Linked DNA regions of Mus musculus: region 1 is linked to region 2. A link is a contact called in public HiChIP or PLAC-seq data. All regions are on one chromosome and are shown on one strand. Each heading gives the region's core, a stretch centred on a gene start, on an enhancer-like site or on the middle of the called end of the contact. The rest is flanking DNA. Distances are from core to core; before and after follow the strand shown. Region 1 has its middle 43 kb from the start of 4933412E24Rik. Region 2 overlaps Nsmce2 (NSE2/MMS21 homolog, SMC5-SMC6 complex SUMO ligase).

Region 1 (5,819 bases), core at 122-2,621, 580 kb before region 2:
GGAGTTACAGAGCCACTCTCTCTCTCTCTCCCTCTCCCTCTCTCCCTCTCTCTCTCTCTCTCTCTGTGTGTGTGTGTGTGTGTGTGTGTGTGTGTGTGTGTGTGTGTGTGTGTATGTGTGAACCTATGACTCTGTGCCTATCTCTGTCTCTCCCCACTTCGCTTTCTCTCCCACTTTCCCCTTTTCTTCCTCTCTCTCCCTAATAGAAACCACTAGTGCATCTTATACTTCTCACTTTAAAGTGAATTCCAGGACTAGACAGATGGCTCAGTGGTTAAAGTCACTTATTACTCTTGTAGAGGATCCAGGTTTGGTTACCAACACCCAAATGGTGGCTCATAACATCCTAACACACACACACACACACACACACACACACACCACTACTGCAGGTAAAATATTCACAGATAAAATAAAATGAATAAATCATATTTTTTAAAATTTGAATCAATTCCACCTAAAGCAATTCTTATCCTTTCCAGAGTAACCACAATAGCGCATTGTTTCCTTAGCTGGCTATGGTGACCCCTCTGCCTCCTGTTTCCCATGTTGTCAGTCATTCTGCAATCTATTCTCAACACAGTGGGCAGTGTTACTTTAAAACTCAGATGGAATGATGTCACCCCTCTGCTCCGAATGTTTGCTTTTCCAGATTATTTGTCTGTGGATCATTGCCTGAACAGCGAAGTTACAAAGCAGAAGTAGAAAAGAAACAGTGGGCTCTGGTATTCAGTAGGAATGTCCCAGCATGTTTGTGCTGGTCTGGAGCTGCTTTAGATCAAAGCCATTTTTATTTTTGCTTACAAATTGTTCACATGCTCTGATGGCAACCAAATGTTTTTCTCCTTTTCTTTCTTTGGTTAATTCCCTTGGACACACTGCTTAATTAGTTGCTCATCATGGTGGTTCATATTAATTTCATAAGGAGCACTCTACACTCTGAATACTTAAAGATTCCATTTGCAATAAAGCTTAGCAGCTATGCCAAGCCACTTGCTTAAAAATGTTTTGATTCATTTCAACTCATTTTGGCCTCATGGTACTAGTAAAAATAGATAATATTTTCTGTATGGCCTTAGCTTGCAGCATAATCTAAGTTGATTATCAAAATAACTAATAAAGTAGTTTGATTACATATATTATAGATGCTATAACATACACTTTCACACACACACACACACACACACACACACACACACACACACACACATATATATATATACTAAACTATCAAATATATGCCTAAAGAAAGTCTCCCAAAGACACAGAGCAATGGCAGTAGAAAAGATTCAGATGTGCCTGACTATGTGACCTGGATGTTTGACCCATTAATCACACTGCCATAAAAGAAGAATTACAGGATACTAAAATCAAAAGCATGTGTACCGGCATCCGCCTACACACATTTGAATCCTGTGGACAGAGCTGTGTGACTTTGTACTGCGTAAGTGCTTCTCTGAGTCTCAATTTCCTCACCTGACACATGGAGCAATTAACATTTACCAAAGGAGACGAGAACAGAGTGAGGAAAAGTGGAGGAAATGCTGAAATACCTCATGTTTTATTATTCCCTATTTGATAGGGAGGGAAACGCTGTGGCTACTATCTTTTATCAAGCTCTTCTCAAACCACCAAATAAGACAACAGATCTGGGTCAGACAGTTGGAAATTCCTAAGTTATAGACTCTGCTTGTGTACTGTACATCTGTTACAAAAGAAAAAAAAACAATATTTCTGGACTCTTCAAAATTTCATACAACTCTTTTGAAGTAGCCATAATTCATTCCATCCTGTGAATTGTATGCTGGGAGTGTAACCTCATTTCTGCCCTATTAGGGGCCTGTAAATTCCTCTTGTATAAAATAACAGAAAGAATTCTAATTTAGTTCTCATTCAACCAAAACAAAACAAAACCCTCAATTTTAACATGTGTTCTGCTCCCTGAGGAGACTGGGAAAGTCAAGCATTGTTTCTCATTTTGATGTCTGATCTTCTAAATAAGCAGACAAAAAAAGGAACATATTTCAATTGAATTTATCAAATGTTGATTATTTCATGGTACCAGCTATTCTGGGTAATTACGGTTCTATAATTCTGTAAACACATTCTGATGTAAACAACACTGAGAACGGCATTTGTGAATGCTCCGACCGTGCCCACAACATAACAAGAAGCAGTAATTTATTACTCGGACTAATAATTAGAAGTAATTAACTACTAGAAGCAATTAGGAATAGTAATTTATTTCTTAACATAATGTAATGAGCTGGGTTTTTTTTTCCTATGTATGTTTGAATATTTAGCAGCCAGTAATTAGTTTTAGAAGAAAGAAAGAAATGTGCTGTTTTGTTAACAATCTTAGATGTCTGGCTTGTGATTCCATCTGGCCTATTAACGGGGAGGTTTGACAAATCATTGGAAAGAACGCTGCAGAAATGAGTTCCTTGCCATCCTTGCAAAGCAGTGGTCTCAGTTTCATAGTTATTTAGTTGCTAAATGATTATTTTCTGAGCATCTCCTAGGTTTTATGTCATGGGTGTCAAAAGCTGGATAAATATGCTGAGAAGTATGGATGCCCAAGGAGTTAGGGAAACAGAGCGTAGAAGGACTCTGAGTTTGATTCTTCATACTGCCATTCTCTGGAGTGGCCTGTAAAGGGAAGGGTTAACTAGATGAAGAGGTAAAAGGAGTCTCTGCCGCTGACCAACACATAGAGGAAAAGCCCAGGCGCAAGAATGCAATGAACCTTCTTAGTGAGCTGAGACCTGGAGAACTGGAAACCCTAACTCTGAAAACTAGAAGGAGATTTGGTACCCACATACACATACACGTCAGCCACACTGAAGCGTTCAGCCCTGCCCTAACTAGCAACGCAAGACCACAAAGGGCTGAATTAACGTTGCCTTTCCAAATGATCCTCTGATCATCTACCTGAAGATAAAATAAGGAACTGGGACAGAAGATGAAGAGAAGCCAACCAGCATGCCAATCAGGGATTTGGCTGAATGATAAATGAAGAAATCCAGTCTGAATCAGAATAGTTTAGGAAAATGGTCAGAGCTGAAAAAAATGAACTAAATCAATTATTGAATAAAGAGCCAGGAAGTGACTTGTGCAAGTGAATATATATGAATCATAAAATGACCCAAGAAATGAAAGACTAGGATCAAATTGCATGTTTGGCTAATGTTGTGTTTGAAGATATGTTGAGTTAGAGAGACTCAAAAGACAGGAAGTGGAGTTTTGACCAGTCAGATGCCTGCAGTCTTTGAAAGTTCACAGTGGTATCCACTAAAGACATATTTTGGTTGGGGGAAGGACTAAAGGAGATGAAGCGGTTTGCAACCCCATAGAAAGAACAATAATATCAACCAAACAGACCCTCCAGAGCTCCCAGGGGCTAAACCACCAACCAAAGAATACATATGAAGGGACCCTTGACTCCAGCTGCACATGTAGCAGAGGATGGCCCTGTGTGGCATCAGAGGGAGGGGAGGTCCTTGGTCCTGAGTAGGCTAGATGTCCCATCATAGGGGATGCTTCGGCAGTGGAGCGGAAGTGGGCGTGGGTGGAGGAGCACCCTCATGGAGTCAGGGGAAGGGGGTGGGAGGATGGCTCTCGGAGTGAAAACTGGGAAGGGGGATAAAATTTGAAATGTAAATAAACAAAATAACCAATAGAAAAAAAATTTTAGAACAGATAGATTTTGAGTATCATCTACATAAAGATCTAGCTGAAAGAAGGCTTAGGATAAGAGGAAACCCCAGTCTGCTCATGAACAGTGCCAAGAAGCCTGACAGTTCAGCCCTCTGCTTCCCTCCCCAGGTTCTCCCACTTAATCCGCTGGATCCGCAATGGAGACACTGAGTGCTATCGGTCCTTCCCTTTCAGCCCGTCATGATCCCCCACTGCACTGGAAGGTAGTGACCCTTCACTGCCTCCGCTCTTGCTGCCTCATTCCCTTGTTAGACCACAATACAACCTTTCTCTCTAGGAACTTTTGTTGGTACAAAGCTTTAGACTCCTAAGGTTCCGCCACTCTCACTCTTGCCATAGTCTTTACCCAATCGGTCTAACACCACAAATCAAGACGCCTCCCTTTGCATCTCGATGAGGGCATAGACCCTTCATCAGCATTACACTTCAATTGCTCTGCCCGTGAATCAGGCACACGGAAGGCTTAAAATGTGGATGCTCTGTTGGGACGTCTGGTGTCTCTCTTTCTCCATCTTTCCTAAAACCATCTACTCATAGGCTAGGCTTGTATAGATGGGGATTCATGGTGGGGCTTGGGAATTATGACCCATGCACTCAGAGTACCCAGCTTTTGACAGTTCTGTTTTGCTTCAGCTATGCTACCCTATAGAAGAAAAAAAAACAAAAAACAAAAAAAAACAAAAACAAAAAAAGGCATTGCTAAGCATCTGGTCAAAAGTCTGCATCAGTTAAGTCAACAGGCATTTCTCTAATGTTTGCAGTTTACAAAATCAACATCTTTTTTTTTTTAAATTTTCACATCAGTCTTATGAAGTAGGCTCTTTACACTCAGGAAAATATCATTACTCTCAGGAAATGCAGAGGAGGAACCCAATGACTTGTCAAGGTTAGTTACGAAAAACACACAGCGGAGTAGATGAAAGCCATATCTTTTTTATTAATCATTTCATTTGTTTGCATTTCAAATGATATCCCCCTTCCCGGATACCCTTCCACAAACCTACCCTCCCTCTTCCCTATCTACTTTGCCTCTGACGGGGTGCTCCCCCTACCCTGGAGCACCAAGCCTCCATAGGACCAAGGGCCTCCCCTCCCATTGATGTCAAATAAGGCCACCCCCTGCTACATAAGTATCTGGAGCCATGGCTCCCTCCGTGTATATACTTTGGATGGTGCTTTAGTCCCTGGGAGCTCTGGGTGGTCTAGTTAGCTGATATTGTTTTTCCTACAGGATTGCAATCTCCTTCAGCTCCTTCAGTCCTTCCCCTAGATCTTCCATTGGGGTTCCCAGGCTCAGTCTGATGGTTGGCTGTGATTATCTGCATCTGTATTGATCAGGTGCTGGTAGAGCCTCTCAGGGAACAGCAATACTAGGCTCCTGTTGGCAATCACTTCTTGGCCACCCACGCATCTGAAAATTTTTAACCCAGCAATGTTCCTGTCCAAAGGAAAGACAGAGACAAACACTGGAACAGAAACTGAAGAAAAGCAATCCAGAGACCACCCCACCTAGGAATCCATCCCATCTGCAGACATCAAACACCCACACTATTGTAAGCCATATCTTATAAGTAAGTTTTGAATACTTCCTAATATGCCAGACCCCAAGCTGTTCAAACTAGGAGACATTTAATTGCTAAAGAGATTGCCCACTTCTAAGTCACTGCAACTTGAGAAAACTGGAAGAGACTACCCAGAGCAAATGAGCCTAAGACAGTTTTGATCACATCGAGTTATGGAAGTTATATTATTCTGTGACAGAGTCCTAACCCCAGGAAGAACATGAGAAGAAGACTAAGAGATATTAAACATTATGGATTCAGATACAAAAAGCACAGGAGAAAAACAAACTATGTAGGTCTCTACTCTATATTGTTTAATTTATTTGCAAAACATATGAAACTCAAGAAGAAAGAAGGCCAAAGTGTGGATACTTCACTACTTCTTAGAATGGGGAACAAACTACCCATGGAAGGAGTTACAGAGACAAAGTTCGGAGCTGAGACAGAAGGAAAGACCATCCAGAGACAGCCATACCGGAGGATCCATCCCATATACAACCACCAAACCCAGACACTATTGCATATGCCAGTAAGATTTTG
Region 2 (5,996 bases), core at 3,127-5,626:
AATATATATAAAGAACCCAAGAAGTTGGACTCCAGAAAACCAAATAACCCTTATTAAAAATGGGGTACAGAGCTAAACAAAGAATTCTCAACTGAGGAATACTGAATGGCTAGGAAGCACCTAAAAAAATGTTCAACATCCTTAATCATCAGGGAAATGCAAATCAAAACAACCCTGAGATTCCACCTTATACCAGTCAGAATGGCTAAGATCAAAAACTCAGTTGACAGCAGATGCTGGCGAGCTGGGATTGCAAGCTGGTACAACCACTCTGGAAATCAGTTTGGTGGTTCCTTAGAAAATTGGACATAGTTCTACCAGAAGATCCAGAGATACCACTCCTGGGTATATACCCAGAAGATGCCCCAACTTGTAATAAAGACACATGCTCCACTATGTTCAATGCAGCCTTATTTATAATAGCAAGAAGCTGTCTCCTGATATAGCTGTCTCCTGAGAGACTCTGCCATGCCTGACTAATATAGAAGTGGATGCACACAGTTATCCATTAGATGGAGCACAGGGTCCCCAATGAAGGATCTAGAGAAAGTACTAAAGGAGCTGTAGGGGTTTGCAGCCCCCTTGGAGGAACAACAATATGAACTAACCAGTAACCCCAGAACTCCCTGGGACTAAACCACCAACCAAAGAAAACACACAGAGAGACTCATGGCTCTAACTGCATATGTAGCAGAGGATGGCCTAGTCGGTCATCAATGGAAGAAGAGGCCCTTGGTCCTGTGAAGGTTCTATGCCCCAGTATAGGGGAATGCCTATGCCAGGAAGCAGGAGTGGGTGGGTTGGGGAGCAGGGGAACAGGGGAGAGGAAAGGGGATTTTTGGAGAGGAAATTAGGAAAGGGGATAACATTTGAAATGTAAATAAAGAAAATATCTAATAAAAAAATAATAATAAAGAATGGCCCCATACATGCATGTGTTTGAATGCATGGCCTATAGGGAGTGGCATTATTAGGAGGTGTGGCCTTGAAGTAGGTGTGGTCTTGAAGAAGTTGTGTTGCTGGGGGTGGGGCTGAGGTCTTAGAGGCTCAAGCTAGGTCTAATAGATCAATACACTTCCTGCTGCTTGCAAATCTGGATGTAGAACTCTCAACTCTTTCTCCAGCACCATGTCCGCTGCACACTGCCATTTTTCCTGCCATGACAGTAATGGACTAAGCTTCTAAAACTGGAAGCCAGTCCCAACTAAATGTCTTCCTTCATAAGAGTTGCCATGGTCCGGTGTCTCTTCACAGCAATAAAACCCTAATTAAGACAATTAAGCTTATGGAAAATTCCATTAAAACAAATTTTAAACAAACACTCTGCCCATAAAATTTCTTCAAAAAAGAATCTACATACCATATTTATAAATTTATTATTTACTAACTTAACTGTTTATACAAAGGCAATTAGGATTAATAAAGAGCAAGCTGATATATACACACATACATGTGTGTGAATTTGTTATACATACATTCAATTCAGCACAACAGAAGCTAATGGAATATGAACGTACTCTGTGGCTTCAGGCAAGCCACTTTACCCCTCTGACTTTAGCTATCTCTTCCATCAATGTCAGGTTATTTTCATCAAACTGTTAAGAGAGAATAAGTCTGGAATAAGGTCTAAAAGCAGTGGAATTACTTTATATTACTAGAATAGCCCTTGCCAGATAGAGAGTAAACAAATAAGAGTGAAACTACAGACATGTAGCAGGTTTTTGCAAAATAAAGCATTAACACACATAAGCTTCAGTATAAATATACCTGAATCTAAATTAACTTCAAAAGTAAGATTTGTCAGTAATCTATGGCATGGCAGCAGCTATAATGCTCTTTGTAAAAAATAATTTCTACTAGAAATTAACCGACCAGTAAATCATACATATGAACATGGAAAAATCATTTCTTTGTAAAAACAACTGTGGGGGGTGGAGGGAGGATTGCACATGTGGATGTCAGAGGACAACTTGTTGGAACCAGTTCCCTCCTTCCACAATGGGGTTTCCAGAGATAAACTCAGGTGTCCGGCTTCATGGCCAGTGCATCCAGCCATTCTGCTGGTCCATAGGAACATTTCTGCTATTCTCTCCAAAACTATTTTATATTTTCAGTCTACAAAATTTTAATCTGTTACAGATATGAGAAGAGACTATAACAGAAAAATGTTCATCTAGAACAGGAATCAACCAAGCCCAGTTCACTGCTGACCAACCAGCATCTGTTTGTAGGTTGTTTACAGGTACTCCTCAGCTGAGTCTAGTACAAAATATACTTTGGAACACAACGCCAAAACATGCAAAACTGAACATAACTAAGTGGCCTTTTCAAGCCTCCCTGTCTGTCTAGTGCTGTGAATGGGCACGAGAAAAGAACTCGGAGAAAAGAAGTGCTCGGCTGCTCGGCTGAGTAAGTGTACAGCATACACAGAGGAAGCAAAGAAGAAAGATGTGGCACTGAACCTCAGCCGAGCGTGACCAACAGGCATACCACCAGCACTCAGAAGGGAGAGGACACCTCAGGGAGAGGAAAAGGAAGTCCACAGAGCACACACAGGGCCCCTTGAGGAGGTCTCTATGACTAGGGTGCATATGGAAGGATGTAGCCAGTGACACCACAGTCCTGTAAGCGCTGGTCAGCAGTTTTGCACAGATGGACGGCCTATTTGGAGAGGAAGTGCCAAGTGCTGTCTGTGGTCATGGGGAAAGAAATGATCAAACATGGACAATCTATTGAGATAGCTATTGATAACTGAGATGCATAAATACAGAGTCTAGAGAGGGGGTTGCTCCGTGGGTAAGAGCACACACTGCTCCTGCAGAGGTCCTAAGTTTGGTTCCCAGCACGCACATTACACAGCTGACAATCACCTCACAGAGCTCCAGAGGGGCCAGTGTTCTTTCTGGAACACTGCACATGCACTTACCCATGTTCATACTCACTCATGCATACAAATAATTGTTAATCATAGATCACCTATACATCTTTTGTAAGAGATGTGTGCATCCTGACATATAGACCGGGGTTCTGTCGTAAAGGAAGAGGTCTGATTCTTTTTTCTGTCACACATACCAATAATCTACTAATTAGAAATACCTTGCTTACTACCACGTAGCTTTCCCAATCTTTGCATTTATTCTTATTTGCCGTAGCTGCTAATTAACCTTTTCAAAGCATGGGCCAAGAAGTAATTGGTGATCAATCAATTTTTTAAAAAATTAACAATTACCTAATAATGAAAACCAAACAAGTTCAAATAAACAATTTAAATAAGTTTTATATGATACTCTACAGTACTGTACTGTACTGTACAGTATCATGTTGTACTTTGCCTAAGCACTATATCAGAACCCAGAGTCTCCAGGTGCAGATGCTATAGCTAAGAGCTAATGAGCCAGCCCTGTAAGTTGTTGCCCTTACACAGCCCTCACACAGAGCCAAATCTGCCTCTTCCCCAATGCTAGTCACAATCTAAAACACCCTGACTGTGGTCCGAGTCATCTAGCTCAAGTCACATATTAACGAGGCCTCCTTCCACACAGTATAGGATTTCCCCCATCTCTCTGAAACCTTTAAGTATAGGCACCTTCCTTTGTCTGGCAGGACTAAAGCTATGGCATCAGGGTGGGACCACAGGACAGGCTGTGCTGTTAATAAATACCCTGTCCTAAAGACAACTGAACTCAATACGTCTCTTTCTTGAATACCATTCTCTTCTCACTCCCAAAAACCTAACACGCAGTCCAGAAGAAAAGTGAAATCTTCATCTTCAGGTTAAAGTGGTCACTGCTGCCGTCACCAGTTTACAATGGCAGTAATTAATTTAGAATTGAATAAATACTCTCAACCTTCCTCTCTCAGGTATGCACACTTACAGAGAGCCCATGAAGAACTTCTCAGTGAGTATAACTTCCCAGCTAGCACCCCCTTCTCCTCAATTATTCGCCTTATTCTTGACCAGACACAAAATAACTGCCATGAATACGAAACCAGGTGTGCTTATGGATTCCTGTAATCTCAGCCTTCTGGAGGATGAGGTAGGAGGGTAGTAACTTTGAGGCGAGCCTGGGTTACATGGTAAGACCCTGTCAGTAAAAAATCACAAAGCAAGGAGTGTGTGTGTGTGTGTGTGATAAAAGGTGGCTTTCAACTCTTCTTGTAAGTTTAAGACGCACAGTGAACCCCAATGAAAAAGACTGCTGGTTTTAAATCAACCTTCGCCATGACAGATGAGGACTCTACTGAAGGGCAAGAACAGATCCAAAGGTAAAGAAGCTGCCTTTCAACTTTGCTCTCTGATTCCACAGGCCTTAAAAAAAACATGCAAGAATATGCCTCTTGCAACTGTGGTCACATGCAAAAGTGAAGCAAGAAGCACATCTGTTTGGAGCTGGCCTCAAATGCCTCTAGTTCTTCTCCAAACCAGGTTCACAACTCCCACCCACAGAGAGAAAGCCAGGGCCTGAGGCGGCACCCAGGGACAAGCAAATTAGCATTCCCAAGGTCAACTGCTGACAGGCTTAATTGTTTACAGCAACTAGAATATGCTGGCTGCCGAAGTTAAGAGGCTTAACCTTCCAGCTTGCCCAACAGCATATGAAACTGATTTACCACATCAGCTACAAAATATGAAGAACTGTAGATGTGGATTCAAATGAACACACAACATTTTATACAGAAGCAAATGTAACAGGATCCTCAGAAACAATGCACTTTTTATTTTAAGCTGGCTAAACAATTTGGGGAAAACCCTAAAATACTAGCCACAGTTTCAGCAGAGGAGAGTGCAGGAGAAACTGAGTGTCTCATTCTTCCACCGGTTTGATTGGAAGACTCACCAGAACTGCTAAAGAGCTGCAGATCTAGCTGATTTGGCCATCTCTTATTTCTTACTCTGTCACAGAGAAGTGAAATAACCCTTATGTGTCTTTTGTCATCTCATAAAGTGTTATATGTGACCAATAAGCATAAGCAGTGTGGCTAGTCTGGAGTCTAGTGTACTGTAGGATTCTGATTTCAGTGCCCACGCTGTGTCAAAAGAACTCCTTAGGAGCTTTCATATTTATGACACATAAAAATATTTTATCTTTATTTACTTTTTAAATTATATTTGTGTGTATAGATGTTTTGACTGCATTATGTCTACGGATATACTATGGACATGAGTAGTGTCTAGTGTAGAAGCAGGTGTGGTATAGCCTGGGTTATAGGAATTGAACCTAGGTCCTCTGGAAAAGCAGCCAATCCTCTTACCCATAAAGCCATCTCTCTGGTCCCGAAAAATAGTTTCAGATACACTAGGTTAAATAAAACATTACAAATCTCTCCTTCCTCCATATTTTATGAAAGAAGGGCAGTAGAAAATTTTAAATTACACATGTGGCAAACACTGTAGTTTTATCAGGCTGCACGTGTACACATAAGTAATGGTATACAGAAACGCACAGCATGAATACAGGACTTCGTCTGTAACGGGGAAAGAACAGTGTGGGTAATGATCTCTAGAAGAATCAAGCTGCTTTCAGCTGTGCTACGTGTCGTCCTCATAAAAGCTCCTTCCCTCTGACCACAAGACATTAAAACTTTATGTCATTAAAAGAGGACTACAGTGCTTCACAAAAGGCTCCTCATGTCAGTTCTACTTCTGCCTCTGTTGTCATCTCTGCATAGCATTAAGCCAGCATCAGTTCTTGCCAATGGCCAGAGACATGATTTGGTGCTGGCCTGGCTTTTTACTGAGTGACTCCTACTTGTTTGTTTGTTTCTTTTTTTTTTTCTTCTTTTTATCTGTTTTAGTCCTTTTTATCCGAAGTTTGATCACTGAAATCTAACTGAAGCCCCAGCTCCAAAGGTCAAGAAAAAAAAACAAAAACAAAATAAAACAAAACAAAAAAAGCTGAGAAGAAAACAAAAGAATCAATAGCAAAAGCATTGTCAAAGGTCTAGAAAAATCCAAACAGTATTTAGGTACTATACATAGTCTGTTTAAAAAAAAA

The links. HiChIP or PLAC-seq counts read pairs in DNA pulled down with a chosen protein or histone mark.
Region 1: a contact with region 2 is called in a CTCF HiChIP or PLAC-seq map of the NIH/3T3 cell line, with 7 read pairs. The contact joins two enhancer-like sites. A contact is called at or near these places in 2 of 15 datasets of contacts at CTCF or cohesin (the NIH/3T3 cell line and pro-B cells), 1 of 484 Hi-C or Micro-C datasets (embryonic stem cells), 5 of 115 datasets of contacts at active chromatin or transcription factors (the NIH/3T3 cell line, bone marrow-derived macrophages and embryonic stem cells) and 2 of 9 other capture datasets (adipose tissue and embryonic stem cells).

What each region holds. Positions count from the first base shown.
Region 1 is chr15:59,970,358-59,976,176 of GRCm38.p6, reverse strand. No RefSeq gene overlaps it. Among named protein-coding and RNA genes, the nearest start is that of 4933412E24Rik, 43 kb to the left of the region's middle. Within about 2 kb of position 1,371, at least 30 of the 459 cell types and tissues checked have an H3K27ac peak or open chromatin away from gene starts, as enhancers often do. A contact at or near this core is called in the NIH/3T3 cell line, where this site is marked.
Region 2 is chr15:59,390,596-59,396,591 of GRCm38.p6, reverse strand. All of the region lies in intron 2 of Nsmce2 (NSE2/MMS21 homolog, SMC5-SMC6 complex SUMO ligase), which reads right to left. Among named protein-coding and RNA genes, the nearest start is that of Nsmce2, 19 kb to the right of the region's middle. Within about 2 kb of position 4,376, at least 78 of the 459 cell types and tissues checked have an H3K27ac peak or open chromatin away from gene starts, as enhancers often do. A contact at or near this core is called in the NIH/3T3 cell line, where this site is marked.